3 separate regions of the Mus musculus genome follow, and regions 2 and 3 are each linked to region 1. The links are chromatin contacts, called in public Hi-C and promoter capture Hi-C maps. All regions are on one chromosome and are shown on one strand. The core of a region is the stretch at or near the end of the contact, and the rest is flanking DNA. Distances in the headings are between cores, read along the strand shown.

What was found. A called contact is a pair of places that touch in the nucleus more often than the background predicts. Capture Hi-C pulls out chosen DNA fragments and counts their contacts.
Region 2: a Hi-C map of the N1E-115 cell line shows a contact between it and region 1, with 3 times the contacts expected there. The contact joins the enhancer-like site here to the promoter of Ggt5 in region 1. A contact is called at or near these places in 2 of 39 promoter capture datasets (the C10 cell line and pre-B cells), 2 of 484 Hi-C or Micro-C datasets (B cells and the N1E-115 cell line) and 1 of 9 other capture datasets (liver).
Region 3: a promoter capture Hi-C map of adipose tissue shows a contact between it and region 1. The contact joins the promoter of Adora2a here to the promoter of Ggt5 in region 1. A contact is called at or near these places in 1 of 39 promoter capture datasets (the C10 cell line), 1 of 115 datasets of contacts at active chromatin or transcription factors (memory CD8 T cells) and 1 of 9 other capture datasets (adipose tissue).

The regions. Positions count from the first base shown.
Region 1 is chr10:75,586,765-75,591,749 of GRCm38.p6, forward strand. Ggt5 (gamma-glutamyltransferase 5) reads left to right here and starts at 2,617. Exons shown (of 12, transcript NM_011820.5): 1 at 2,617-3,118. The coding sequence starts at 2,946.
Region 2 is chr10:75,167,569-75,172,553 of GRCm38.p6, forward strand. It overlaps Bcr (BCR activator of RhoGEF and GTPase), which reads left to right. Exons shown (of 23, transcript NM_001081412.2): 16 at 539-670. Among named protein-coding and RNA genes, the nearest start is that of Specc1l, 42 kb to the right of the region's middle. Within about 2 kb of position 3,078, at least 154 of the 459 cell types and tissues checked have an H3K27ac peak or open chromatin away from gene starts, as enhancers often do. A contact at or near this core is called in the N1E-115 cell line, where this site is marked.
Region 3 is chr10:75,313,774-75,318,758 of GRCm38.p6, forward strand. Adora2a (adenosine A2a receptor) reads left to right here and starts at 3,104. Exons shown (of 3, transcript NM_009630.3): 1 at 3,104-3,374.

The DNA.
Region 1 (4,985 bases), core at 1,367-3,866:
AGGGTTTCTATTGCTGCAATGAAAGACCATGACCAAAGCAGCTTGGAGAGGAAAGGGTTTATTTGGCTTACATTTCCACATCACAGTTGACCATGAAAGGTAAGGACAGGCACTCAGACGGGCCAGGAACCTGGAGACAGGAGCCAATACAGGGGCCATGGAAGAGTGCGACTTGCTCCTCATGGCTTGTTCAGCCTTCTTTCTTATAGAACCCAGGACCTTCAGCCCAGGGATGGCGCCACCCACAATAGGCTAAACCCTCCTCCATCCATCACTAATTTAAAAACTGTCCTGCAGGCTTGCCCACAGCTAGATCTTATGGAGGTATTTTCTCAGTTGAGGCTCCCTCTCTGATGACTCTAGTTTGTGTCAAGTTGATATAAAACTAGCCAACACACTCTTTAAGGGCAGCCCCTCATGCTGTGTCAAGGTCTATAGAACTCACAGCTGTGACCACGAGGTAAAGAGACACTTGGAGACAATGTAGAAGTGAGCCACCGGGGTAGTCACAGCCTAGGAGCTAAATATTGCCCCTTAAAGTGAGCACAAGTTGGGGGTCCCTGAGGGAAGGGACCCAGTGGCTGGAGGAGGGTCCCAGGAGGCTAGAAGTCCTGGTGTTTCCAACCTGCCCATGGGAAAGCAGGGTTTTCCTGTAGGTGTGCTCCATGTCTGAGCTCTAAAGCTCTCTATCTCTGGGGCTCCTTGGGGAACACAGAAGCTGGGCTGAAGGGGGGGGTGCCAGCCATTCCTCAATCCATATTTGAAGGGGAGAAGGCAGGATTCCCTAGGCCAATATATTAAGATATGGTATATCAGTGTTTCATGCCCCACTGGACTGGCCGGAGATTTCCATGGACCCAGGGTGCTTGAAGTGTACCGCGCTCTCCCAGACCCACTGCGTATAGCCCAGAGCTTCTTTGGAGACTTGGGGACTTGAGTGACCATCCCCTTTCTAGTGCCTTTCCATGTTACTTCCTGGATAAGGGCCTTTGGAGCCACCAGACCTGGCCTTCCCAGCCAAGTCCAGTATGATAGCAAGCCTTGAGAATCCGTAGAACTGCCTCTGAACTCTGGTCTGCGCCTGACCAGGATGTCCCAGCCAGGGACCAGGAGGGGAAGATAACCTACCCTTGTGTCTGCTTGTTCCCCCCATACTGCTTTGGCCTTAGGGGACAGTGGCCCGTGAGTGGACTGGCCTACATTCAAGAATGTGCTTTGGTTCCTGGTTGAGCAATGACATGACATTGTAGTGTTGGGGACAACTGGGATGGGGAAGACTCCCACAGACACTCCCCTCTTCCTCTAGGAAGATGTGGGAACAGGCTTACAGGAAACAGCCTCCCTTGTCCAGGCTTAGCAGGGACTCTGGGTGTGACACTTAACAGGATGGGTGGCCAGTGCGGGCATTCCCTCTCTGGGCCTCTTTTTTTTTTTTTTTTTTTTTTTTTTGGCATTGCCAAGCCGGGGGGTACGAAGATGGGGGCGGGGGGCATGCTCAGTGGAAAGAGAGTGAGGAATGATGGGAAGGCCTGAAACCAAGAGCTCTTCTGCCCTGCACATGTATTAATTCTGATCACGAGAGCACATTGGTGGGTCCTCACTGCTCCAGCTGCCTCCCACTGGAACATCCTGAGATCATGGAAAGATAGGACCCAAGCCAGGCTCCCAGAGGAGGAGGCTCACCAGCACAGAAATAGCCCTGAGTTCTTCTGGACTCAGCAAGTGGGCCTCTGAGCTGCAGAAAAAGGGAGGGCACTTGAGCAGGGCAGCCTCGTCCTTTAGAGGTCTAAGGTTGAGTTTATGGGTCACTATGTCCCAGCACTGTGTGTCAGCAGCACTGGGTGTCAGGGCACTGGACATCTGGCCTGCCTGCCCACTCCCTTCCCACCCCATGCTCAGATGTTTGGATGAGGCTGTGCCAGGCTGTAATAAAACGGTCCCGACGAGGCTGGAGAGCTGGCTCAGCAGTTAAAAGCACTGACTGCTCTTCCTGAGGTCCTGACTCTAAATCCCAGCAACCACATGGTGGCTCACAACCATCTGTAATGAGATCTGATGCCCTCTTCTGGTGTGTCTGAAGACAGCTACAGTGTACTTACATATAATAAATAAATAAATAAATAAATAAATAAATAAATCTTTAAAATATTTTAAAAGATTCATTTCTATAAAAATTTTAAAAATTAAAACAGCACGGTCCTGAGTGGCTACCTTGGTCTACCTTCAGCCCCATCTCTGTACCAGCTGGGTGATTGCATTGAGAGGCTGCCTGGGTGGAACCAGTTGGGAGTGGAAGCTGGGGAATGGAGTTTCACCCTGCAGGAGACACCCTGACCCTGAGCTGTTGGGAGGCAGGAAAACAGTGAGAGAGGTTCCCTGAGTTCCATGTCCCAGTTCCCCTGGGTGCATCAAGCATCACATTTCCAATGGCACTGGGACTGAGGAGTCTTTGGGTGGTGTTGGGGCAGCAGGGCAGGCCATGGGATCAACTGGCGATGGAAGAGTTAACAGCGGCAGCTGGCTCTTCTCAAGAAAAAAAAAACTCCCTGTAGATGCCTGGCTTGCCTCCAGGGTTGAGCCTCGGGAGCTGAAAACTGCAAGTTCAGACCTGTGGCTAGTTCTGCCTCTGGAGGAGAGTGTAGCAGCAGCCTGGCCACAGCCTGCCGTCTGTCTATCCATAAACCCAGGCTGGCTGGCTTCCTGTTTCTCCTCTGTAACCTGCCTGGCCACCTATCTGTAAGGCTGTCCGTCATCCTTTCTGTCCAGTTGTCTGGCCTGTGTGGCTGTCTGTCTTGACCCATCGATCTTTCCCCTCTGTCCAATAGCCTGAGATCACCCTGTGTAGCTTCTTTTCCCTTCAGTTTGTCAGTCAGTTTGTCTGTCTCTGTCTGTCCACTGCCCTGTGTGTCCAGTTGCCTCCCTCTCTGTCCCTGGGCCACTGAGCCATGGCTTGGGGTCACAGGGCCACGGTCTGCCTGGTCCTGCTGGGTGTAGGTCTAGGTCTGGTTATCGTTGTGTTGGCTGCGGTCCTTTCTCCTCGTCAAGCCTCTTGTGGTCCCGGTGCCTTCACGCGTGCTGCGGTAGCGGCTGACTCCAAGATCTGCTCGGATATTGGACGGTGAGTAAAAAGTGGGTGTGAGCTCAGTGGCCCTTGGCAGCTAGCGGGTTGTGCCTGGAGACTGTGTAACTGTGGTGGGGGTGTGAAGAGGGACACGCGAGTGCCGGCTGTGCTTGCGGTGGGGTAAAGGCCATGTGTGGTTTGGCTTCCTACAACAGTCCCAGGGCCCTTGCACAGAATGGTGTATGTGTGTCCATAGGGAAGATGGGGACTCTGGACAGCATTGCAAAGATGGTGTGAGTCTATTATTGAAGATCGGCTATACAGTGCTGGTTGGAAAGGCAGACTGGATGAGACCTGTGACTTTGTGCCTGCTGGTTCTGACCAAGACTGGACCTTTTTCAGAAACCTGGGCAACGGGCTTCAGGGTTCCATACATTGGTCTGCCCTGCCACAGAGAGAGGGAGGTCCCAGGGCCAGTATAAGAAAGCACGTTACAGCTGTCAGGACCTCCCTCTCTGTGGCAGGGTCTGGCCTTGGTGAGTGGAGTGACTGATGTGGAGGCTGGGAAGGAGGGAGAGAGACAGACAGAGACAGACACAGACACAGAGAGAAAGAGAGGCAGAGACAGAGAGACAGAGACAGAGAGACAGAGAGAGGAAGAGTGGGGAGAGAGAGACAGACAGAGAGATAGACAGAGAGACAGACAGAGAGAGAGGCAGAGAGAGAGGCAGAGAGAGAGGCAGAGAGACAGACAGAGAGAGAGGCAGAGAGAGAGGCAGAGAGAAGCTACAGTGGTTGTTTCCTGACCTTCCAGGAAACCCAGCCCATGGGAAGCCTATGCTACCCACCATGCTGCCACAGGATTACCCTGAGGCAAGAAGTCACTCCTGGTCCCCTGCCTCCCACTGGGGCCCTGAAACCTGGACAAGCCTCTCCTTTTTTCTGGTCATCTGGGTCTCCTTCCCAGAATATCTGCCTGGTAGCCCACTGTCAGGGTTCAAGTGCTTTGTAAACCCAAGGCTGGGTCCTGCAGCAGGCAGAGTGGTGGTCCTGGCCCAAAATACCATGCTGTTATGCTTTTTTTTGACTGTTATTGAATGTACCTTCTGTCTGTCTGTCCTTCCTTCTTCCTTCCTTACATCCTTTCTTCCTTCTGTCCATCCTTCCATCTGTCCTTTGTCTGTTTGTCCTTCAAACCATCTGTCCTTCCTTCCTTCCTTCCTTCCTTCTGTCCATCCTTCTTTCTGTCTGTCTGTTCATCTGTTTTTCCTTCCATCCTTCCTTCTGTCTATCCTTCCTTCCTTCTGTCCATCCTTCCTTCCTTCTGTCTGTCCTTCCTTCTGTCTGTCTTTCCTTCCTTCTGTCCTTCCTTCTGTTTGTCCTGCCTTCCTTCCCGCCTCCCTTATTCCATCTGTCTACCCATTCTCTTCCACCTCCCTCGCTCACAGTAGCCCGCAACCCTGCTAACCTGGTCCTCTGAGTTCCCAGACTTCCTGGAGGATTCACATCTACATTTAACTTGGAACTCCATGGGAATAGCAGCCCGGATCAGTAGGGACAGTCCTTTCTACGTCACATGGCGCTCCCAAGGGACTCAAGAGTTAAGACCAACAGTTGCTCTGTCTCCATGAGATGCAGCATCTATTTAATCCTTCTAGAATACAAAATTGTAACTGAGGTGGGGTATGTGTGCACGCTCAGGCCCCACAGAAAACCAGCCAGAAGAGCAGCCTCTGTGAACAAAGGGGCGTGCTTCTACTATCTGTGAGAAGGCTCTCTGAACAGGGAGCATTGGTCTGCGAGGCCCAGGCTGTGGTTGGTGCTAAGAGCCTGCACTCTAAACTCTCAAGCTTCCCCTGGTGGAAAGCGGATGTGGGTTCCCCCACAGTGTTTTGTTAAACTCTTCTTGCTTCCTGTTCTTGTT
Region 2 (4,985 bases), core at 1,828-4,327, 420 kb before region 1:
CTTGTACTTCTGAACACTGAATTGTACCCCTAACCTCCATTTCATTCTCCAGTCTTAAGTTCACAGCAGAATTAAGAGAAAGGGCAGGAACTCACATGTATTCCCCACTGTTAAAATCTCGTATGATGTAATTTGCCTATGTCAATCAATCCCACGTCACCTAGAGGCTGCCGTTGGTGTGAGACGTATACTCTGTTAATTTTTACAAATAAATAGTGACTGTGTCTTCTATTATAGTAAAGCCATCCAGACTTATCAAATATCGATCTCTAATAATTACCAGAGCTGTTGGCATCAAGACTATCCTGTGGAGTTAGGTGCTGGTGCACCAAGTTTGAAATAGGTTTGAGAGGGTTTGAAAGCTTCCAGAAACCCAGAGACCCACAGTGTAGTGACTGGGATGCCCACACGGATGCCAGGACCAAATGAGGGGTACCATTTGTTGTCAGGCAGTGGTTCAGACATGACCTTGAACTGCCGCAAACTTGGTTGGACCTGTTTGTTCTCAGGTAACTTTCTTTCTTTTGGGGAACCACAGGAGTTTGAGATAGAGCTAGAAGGCTCCCAGACCCTGCGGATACTATGTTATGAAAAGTGTTACAACAAAATGAAGATGACGAAGGAAGATGGTGAGAGCGCAGACAAGCTCATGGGGAAAGGCCAGGTCCAGGTGAGTCTGCCCCACCCCACCCCATCCCATCTGGATGCTCCATGGCCTCTCCCACATGAGGCTGATGAAACGGCCTAACTCTTGGGATGGAGTGGATAGCCAGCCCTGTCATGGTTCCTTCCTTTCTCTGTCTGTTATATCCTTTCTTGTTCCCAGAGATTGATTTTTTTTTTTGTCTGTCAAACTTGTACTTGCAGCTGATACCATAGTTTCCCTATGTGAGCTTTTACAGCCCACAGGCATATGGTTAGGTGGTGCCCTGGGCTAAAATTGTTTATAAAACCATTTCCCTTTGGAAAAGCAGGAGTCCCAGAGCCTACTCATTTTTTGTCTGGGGTATAGGCCCAGTTTCCAGCTGCTGTCCTGAACATCATACGCACAGGTCCCCCAGAGTTAGCATTCTAACATCATACACATCCCAGGCCCTGGTACCTTCTTGAAGCTTCAACTACCCAGCTCACTCAAGGGTGTAGAGAGAACATCTTGTGTATTGTACGGCTGAAGCCTGTGGCCTATGGCTTAGACAGGACATAGAAGGTGGAACATCAAGAGGAGAGAGAGCTCTGGGAGCGAAGGAGATTCTCCAGCAAGATGCGATGAGCTAGATGCATGGAACCTGAGCACAGGAAACCAGCTGTGTGGCAACACATAGGTTAGGAAAAATGGGATATCTTAAGTCACATCCAATGAGGCCAAGGTAAATATATTTTTGAGTCTGAGTCTTATTTCTGAGAGCATGGGGCTGGAGGAAGAATCAGGGCTAACTTCTATACAAAGGTGATCCCAAGAATGCCAACAGACTGGGTGCCTGGCCCCTTTATGGGTTTATCAAGTTAGCAAAGAGAAATTCAGGTCCCAGCAGTTGTTGGCTTAAATGCCTTGAATTTTCTCCTCGACTCTTGTGAATGGTTGGATTTGAACCAGGGCCTCTAAGTCCTACCACTAGATAGCTAGGGGTCTCGGTGGGAAGTGAACAAAGCTAGCTTATCAAACCAAACTTCTTTGAAACCCCCTTGCTCCGATGCCGCCTTGTGAACAAATGTCTCCTCGTGCTTTTGCTTTTCCGTCAAGGCACTCAGGCACCCTGTGCCAGCCTAGCAAAGAGAAGAGAATTTCCAGTGCCAGAAAGCAGTGAAGGTAGCAAAGACAGATATACTCAGGGATACCTCCCAGAGGGAAGAGACACCGTTGCATAGACAGGGCTCCACTCCAGGTAAGGCGCAGGCAAATGGAAATTTACAGCCAAGGAGCAGGGTAAGGGTCAGTGAGTGGAGATTACTAAGAGGAAATGCCAGGAGTGAGGAGGATTCTGGCTAGACCAGCCCAATGGGATTTTTCTTCTGAAGGAAGGTCAGGTAAACAGACATTACCTGGAGACAAAGAACCCAGCTACACGTCAAAGATGGGGGTGGGGGCAAACCTGTAATCCAGCACTTTGGAGGTAGAGACAGATAAAAAATCCACAGCTAGTCACAACCACATAGTGAATTATTTGAGACCAGCCTGGGCTCTGTGAGGCACTGTCAAAATAATAATAATAATAATAATAAACGCTGATGATGATGGTGATGGTGATGGTGATGATGATGGAGATAGAGAGATAGCTTAGTTGATATGGAGGCTTGAATGATAATTCCAGAATCCACATTAAAAAAAAAAAGTGTGGGGCAGGAGTAGAGGAGCCCAGTGTGATGAACCACATGCAATCCCAGCACTGGGGAAACTGAGGCAGACAGATCCCTAGGGTTCTCTGGCCAGCCAGTCTACCTTACTTGACAAGTTCCAGTCAGGGAGAGACCCTAACTGACTCAACAAAAACAAGGTAGATAGCATCTGAGAGATGACTCCTGAGGTCGGCCTTGGTGTCCTCAAACACGTATACATACACGCACACCAAATACAGCATACCCACGTATACACTACACACACACACACACACACACACACACACACACACACACACACACACACACACAGAGTATATGTTCTTAGAAAAATTGATTGAACAGAATTCTTACTCAGATTGGGCTTTTGCGCAGGGGTGAAGCCATGTTGATCAAAGCTCAGAGTCTGGCTAGTCTGGTAGTAAAGAGGATAGTCTCTGTCCACCCACCAGCCCTGCTGTGCCCTGTGTGACCCAAGTGAGTCATAGCCCCTCACCCTTCCAGCAATGTGTCCTCGTATATCAGATGGAGCAAGAGACACATCCGTCTGCAGCTTGGTGACGTGTCACCCAGACCTGGTCAGCATTTGGTGCTATTATTACTGTTACTATTTTGTCACCATCATTGTCAGTGAAGAGGCACTGGAGACTGTCGGCCCCTGCTCCAGCCCCCAGTCATCACCGTGGTCTGAGAGATGATTGGCCTCGGGAACTTCTTTACACAGGAAGGAACCCAAGCACTTGAAAATGGTCTAGATGACTCACACTCGCCTACACAGTGACTGGCCTGTCTCCCAGCAACAAGGGCTTGTCCGTGTGATCCCTGGAGGAAGGAAGCAGGAGGAGGGGCAGTGTTACGGCCTGACACTCAGCCTGGCTCCGTTCTCCCGCCTCTTGCTTCTTCTCACCTGTGGATACTGTTTATGGGTTAGGTATAGCTGAGAAAGCCATCTGCGGCTTAACCAGGGCTGAGCCAGGCTTTCCCGATGATGTCGACACCTTCCATGCGTGTCGTTGTGGATAGGTGCCTAGCTGTCTATTTCCTGCTGCTGGGAGTTGGTGAGGAATGGCAACCCTGGCTCAGAAACTAAGTGGAGAGACGTCCTGTGAGGTAAAGCTGCATGCTGAGATAGAGAAGATGCAGTCCTCAATACCAGAGGGAAGACAGGTGGAAGTCCAGACTCAGGCAGAACAGCAGGGCCCAAGAGAAGGGCCAGAATGGACACTGAGGCTCTGATGGTAGTATTCACGCACATCCTCAGACTGAGAGTGCCAGACTCTTCTGAGGTTAAGATCCTGAGTCGGTACGCTTCTCTGCTCTATAAATGGTATTAATGAATACTTAGTCCAAGAACCACAGCCCAAGTTTTTGGATTCTGCCCTTACTCTTTATATGACCTTGACTTATCCGGTCCCCATTTCTCTTCCTGAAGAACGGAGGTTCCACAAGAGAAAGAGTAGAGTGTTCCCTCTTTCTGAACCCAGGACACGTTAAATCCACACGCCAGAAAGGGATGTGATGGCGCTGACCTGGAAGGTGACAACTGTTCAGAGAGTCACCAGCAAGAAGACTATGAGCCCTCGTGCAGTTCGTACACAGCACCTTGGTCCTTTCCAAGCTTCTATAGGTCATCCAAGCAAACCAAACCATCATACACCAGAGCCTGTTGTGTTGCCCTCATAAGGAAGAACCTATGTGCCAGGATCCAAGAGTGCCATAACATGAAGACATTTTATCCCAGGCTTTAAGATACTACAGATGTGCCAAAAGCCAGGGTCATCATGCTGCAAGGTCACACTGGCATCCTCAGATATCGCTGATGAAGGGGCCAAGTTTGGGCACAGGGAGACCTTCACATGAAGGAACACGAGGTATATCTTCAGGTCATACCCCAAGGCCGGCAGTTAGCCAGGATTCAGGGATGCTTGAACTGAGAGGAAGCCATTCAGCAGCCTGACTGCATATGGTCAAGACCGGGCCAGGATCCTGAAAGCACCATCCTCAGCTAGGGCCACTCTGCAAAGGAGACCAACATACTCGGTAAACCTAGGTCTCTTGGAGCCTTGTACCCATTAGAGATTTCCCATGCCCTCTTCTCTCCTTTCCATTCATAAACTTTCTAGGCTGCCAAATTCTCGTAGCCCTGTTCTTTCCTGGGGATTAACATTATACTGAGTTGTAGAATCTCATCTTGTCCCATTTTTTTTCCTCTTGTACCATCCTCCTGTTTGGGTTATGTCTCAGGTTCCCACACAGCCATCTGGGTGATAATAGCTTCTGTCTTAGAGATGTGTCCATTCTCCACATTTTGTATCAACAGAATCATGCCAGAGGTAGTCTCCTGTATTTTCTGGGTTTTCTGGATTCTTCTTTGAGGGTGGGGTAGGGGATGTTTTGTTTTGTTTTGTTTTGTTTTGTTTTGTTTTGTTTTGTTTTGTTTTGTTTTGTTTTGTTTTGAGACAGGGTTTCTCTGTATAACCCTGGCTGGCCTGGAACTCACTTTGTAGACCAGGCTGGCCTCAAACTCAGAGGGATTCACCTACCTCTGTCTTCCAAGTGCTGGGATTAAAGGTGTGCACCATTGGGGCTGGAGAGATGGGTCAGTGGTTAAGAGCACTGACTAAACCCTTTCTCAAAAAACCAAAAAACAA
Region 3 (4,985 bases), core at 1,854-4,353, 270 kb before region 1:
AGTGGTCAGATGTGAATGGTCTCAGTGCGAGGCAGCCATGTGAGGGGGAGTCCCAGGCTGCTGTGACTCTGTTCTGGTAAAAGTCTGACAGCAGCAGGTTGGATCCCCCAGCAGGCCACGTGGGGATAGAGAGGAGGAGGCCACACTTCCAGGGGATGGATTGGCATGAGGGTGGATCAGAGGCGCTCGGTTTACACAAATCAGCCTGGGAGGACTGGTCTTTGTCACAAACATTCCTAGAGAGCGTCTACCTTGTCCTGTGTGAGGAGGGACAGCAGGGTCTCTGCCATTTGGGAGCTGAGTCCTATAAAGAGGGAGAACAAGATCTCAGGATGACTGCGAGTAGCTGTGCTCCGCATGCAGTTCTTGCATGGGCTGGACCCCCAAGGTCGTCCTCAAGGTGGACCCCAACATTTGGGATATGCTGGAACTGTTGTGACCTCTGCAGAACCCCACTGCCAGGCATCCTGTCATGTGGAGGAGGCGTACTGGGTCCCAGGACTGGGGGTATGGGGAGCACAAGGAGGAGTTCAAGACCATCCTTGGGGGTGGTAAGTGGCAAAGCCTTGTTAGGAGCTACGGAGTGCTGTCACATTCCATCATGGGGCCAAGCAAGACAGCTGCACACACCTCAGCTGTTTTTCTGTCTACAGTACCACATCAGATATAGCTCCAAGGCTGACTACTGGCCAGCTTCTCTCACTGGTAAGAGGTGTAGGATGGAGTTCCCATAAGGCTACAGGTTGGGAGGGCCTGCCCTCCTGTCTGCCGTGCCTTGGATTCGTGCATACAGCCCCTAGGAGCCATACGTTGGACTTGGCTGCTTCCTCTGGTGTTATTTTGCCCTTTCAGGGTGTCCCTCTGAGGGTGAACATAAGCCTCTTGCTCACAGGAAGAAGACTGAACACTTGGGGTGGCCTGAGGTTCTTGGGGGACTTGGCCCAGGGCCCACTAGGTCTATGGTCCTAGTCTTGTCGTGTCTTGTTCCCTGATGTGGCTCAGCTGGCCCTAGAGCAAACAATGAGGGCCAGAGGCCACACAGGTGCATCCTGGGCAGGAACAAAGGGCTGAGGGTAGGGTGGGGGAGTAGTCTGAGAGTGGAATTCTGGAACTTGACAGAGCCCAGCTGGCCCCATGATTAGGGCTGAGGAGTTGGGACCTGGACATACAGAAGGGTGGGCAGCTGTAACCTTCAGGGACTGCCTTGAGGCTATACTGACAAACCAAAACCCAGAGCTAGAAACCAGGCTTCTGGGGGCTACATGTACTGTCAAGGGGCAGGGCGGTTCCTGTTTGGTCTCAACACATATAACTGGGGAGGGAGTCAGGCCAAGACCAATGTGAACTTTTATTGGCTTGGAAAGCCTGAGCCATCTTCTTGTGGCTCTACACAGTGTCATGACATGGAGCTGAAGCCAAGCAGGCTTTGACTGTCACGGCCATAGGACACAGTTTCTGTGGTGAGATGGTACCCATCAGAACCTAAGGGTGAACTGGCCACTGGCTTTGTTTTCCTGAGGACCAGTATTGGAAAGGAGGCCTTACTCCGTGGGCCAGGCATCACCCTCTGGCCCCGTGCTTCTCAAACTTCCTAATGCTGCAAACATTTAATAGAGTTCCTCGTGTTGTAGTGACACCCAACCACAAAATTCTCTTCTCTCTCTCTCTCTCTCTCTCTCTCTCTCTCTCCCTCCCTCCCTCTCCCTCTCTCCCTTTTCCTCTCTCCCTCTCTCCCTCTCTCTCTTTCTTCCCTGCTTTGTAACAGTAATTTCCTGCTAGTATAAATCATAATATAAGTATTTTTGGAGATACAGGTTTGCCAAAGGGATTGTGACTCACAGGTTGAGAACCACTGCTCTAGGAGGGTCCCCCTGGAGAAAGGTGCTGGGCCCTGGAATTGGAATGGTTGAGAGAGAGGAGGGATCCCCAGAACTGGCCAAGAGTTGGTCTCTACTTCATGAGTCCCCATATCCCCTTCAATGGGGCATTTTTAAGATAGTCATCCCAGGACACGAGTCTTGACAGGAATGGGCAGGATAGTATTGCTCCCCCAAGAGAACTCAGGAACAAACACGCAGAGTCCAGTTTGAGAATAGACCCTAGCTTGATCGTGTCTCATCCTTACCCCTGCAAGGCACATGGCGACGCACGCCAGTGTCAGGGCAGCCCTTGGCACTGGTCCTGCTTGGTGATGGTTTTAGGCTTCTTAACTGAAGCTGAGATGGCAGTGCTCCAGTCTTCTGTGCTCCCTCCAGAGGATCTCAGGTTTAAAGCAAATTGCACGAAGGTCCCTACTCTAACCAGATCTGTAGACACAGGCACACCCTCTACCCCACAGATGCTGTAACACTGCGAGGGTGGGCTCATCAAATGGAAATAAAAGGTCAGACTTTGGAAGAATGAGCCTGAGAGATGGGGTGGGGGGCGTCCAAGTCAAGTCCTGGTAGATGACAATCACCATTTCAAAGGCAGACATTGGCACCTGCACTCACTATGTGCCTACTTCTGAAGAGATATTCCTTCCCATCCTGACTGCAGCCCCCCGGGGGTCTAGCCTGGCTCTCAGCAAGCCTCCCCTCATACTTTCCTCTAACCAGACAGCCTGTGGGTTGCAAAGGTTCTAGAAGACAAGGTTCCAGAAAGGCTGTGGCCTTGTGTGAAGGGCTTGCCCTGTTGTGAACAGATTGAGATTTGCAAATCCTTCCAGAAAGACAAGATTCCACTTTGGGTCCAGCTGCCTCCAGTCGTGAGAGGAGGAGATTCCCAGCCCAGAAGTCTGAGAGTCCTAGTTAGGCTGTGGTGCAGATGCACTCCCTCCTTGCTCAGTAGTTCAGAGAAGTAAAGATGTGGGGGAGGAGTCACGGTTCACAGGCATCAGAGATGTAAGAACTGTAAAGGACCAACCCCCCTCCGCCCCCAGCCCCGGCCTAGGGTCGGGTGTGAAGCAGCTTGGGTCATAACAGCATCAGGGCAGCTTAGCTCCGATAAAGGGCAAAACTGGGAGGACCAGAGTGGCATAGACAGCCTAATGCCTTGTGGAGGAGCCACCGGAGAGGGGTGGGGCGCCAAGGCTTCATGGGTGGGGGCACTCGGGTGGGGGTGGGAGTGGCGCTGGAGGAGGCGGTCAGGACGCGTGGACCTGAAGCGCCCACGTTGGGGCGAAGGGTGCTTTGCTGCCGGACCCATCACCACCTCGCCCTTCCAGAGACAGTTTCCCCTGGTTCCCGCCTCGAGGCCTCGGTTTCCCCCAGCAGCGGGGCGGGGCGGGAGCAGCGCTGGTTTCGAAGTCGCCTGCAGGGTGCGCCCATGAGCGGCGCGGCCGGAGCTGGAGCCCGAGCGGTCGCTGAGACGGTGGGAGCCAGAGCAAGAGGCAGGTCAGCGGGGGTCCTGGGTCCCGGGGACCCTGGGGGTTTTCGGGTGGGCATCTTGGCGGTTGTGGCCGTCGGAGGCTGCGGAGCCTGGAGGTCTGAGCGAACCAGGGTCCTCCCGCCCCTCGGAGCGCCCGCCGCTCCCTCCGACCCTTCTTCCTTCCTGCTGTCGGGAGGGGAGTTCGCGGGTGCCGAGGTCCGAGCCTGCCCTGGCCACTTCGGGAGCGGTAGCAGCCCGGGTCCTCGGCGCGGTCACATCTCAAGTGTGGTGCCATCGGGGCGGTCCTCGGCGACCGGAAAGTGCTCAAGGGCAGCTAGGGAGGAAGGGGCTCGAGTAAGGCAGGGTAGCGGGATGCCTTACAGTCGTCTAGACCCGCCGGCGACACGAGCTGCTACAGCCGTCGATTTGTCGCCGCGCGGAGGGGACTGAACCTGCAAGCACACAAGTCCCTTTAGGGCGCGTCCCTACCAAAGCTAGGCTGCGGACGTCGAGGCGCGGCCGGAGGTAGGCGGGTCAGACTCTCGGGTTGGGGGTTCAAGCGGGCACCGGCTGCTTCGGGGAAGGCACGGCAAGAGCAGGGGAGTTTGGAACCCGGGGGAGGGGAGCATCCTGTTGACTGTGGTGGCGGGAACTTAGGGCACTGCGGAGAGTCCAGTGGACAACAGGGTGGGTGCCTGGGGGTGCCCAAAGCAGGGGTGCAAATGGCGGGAACGGTAACAACTCTCAAGGGTTTGGCAGAGGATGGGCACTGCCTTTGGAACCTTTAGACTAATCTTGCCCGCCCATGTAATGGGAGGAGCAGGAATTCACAGTGGACCAGAGAGACAGATGCAGCAGCCAGACAATCGCCAGGACTCCTTCTCCCCAGAATGGCTCAGGAGGGATTTGAATCCCTCTCCTTACCCAACCATAGACTGCACTTTGCCTCCCTGAGATGAGAGCCTGTTCTCTGTCCTTCTACCTGGGACTCTGTGCTGGTTGCCCGATCTCTGCCTCTACTGCCCAGCTCCTCCTCTACTCCCAGACCTCGTGGGCTTTCAGGAGGTTGCTCACAACCAACCAAGGATGTCCTAGGTGCCAGGACCCTTAAGACGATGATGGAGAGCTTTTCTGGGACAGGGAGTTAGGAAGGCTCTGCCTGTTTGGTTTTGTAGTCGCTGCTCAAAGATCGGTGGGTCCCTGAGTATGGTATCAAGATCTCAAAGCTCAGCCCTTGCATTCTGGGACTTCCCAGGTTCTCTCAAGTTCTAGTGTCTCTTGAGCAACCCCTAGCCAGTGCGCATTCCCTTAGAGGCTGACCATGACTGTTCTGGGCTGGGCTAGCCTTCCTGCTCATGGCTTGAAGTTAGGCTAAGGTCAGCCCACACAAGTAGTACGAGACAAACCGTGGGCCAGGCAGAAGAAGCAGTGGGTGATCTCCAGTGTCCTGCTAATGGGTCAAAGATTTTTGGTGTCCCAACCTAGAGTTTGATCTTGGCCCCTTGATGCACACTAACTAGGTGGCTGAGGGAAGGTCACTGTCCTGGAAAACCATTTTCCCACCTGTAGAGGAATGGTGTTCTTAGTAGTGCTAACACACAAGGGTATGGGGGTGGGTGGGAGAAGGGAATAAAAAT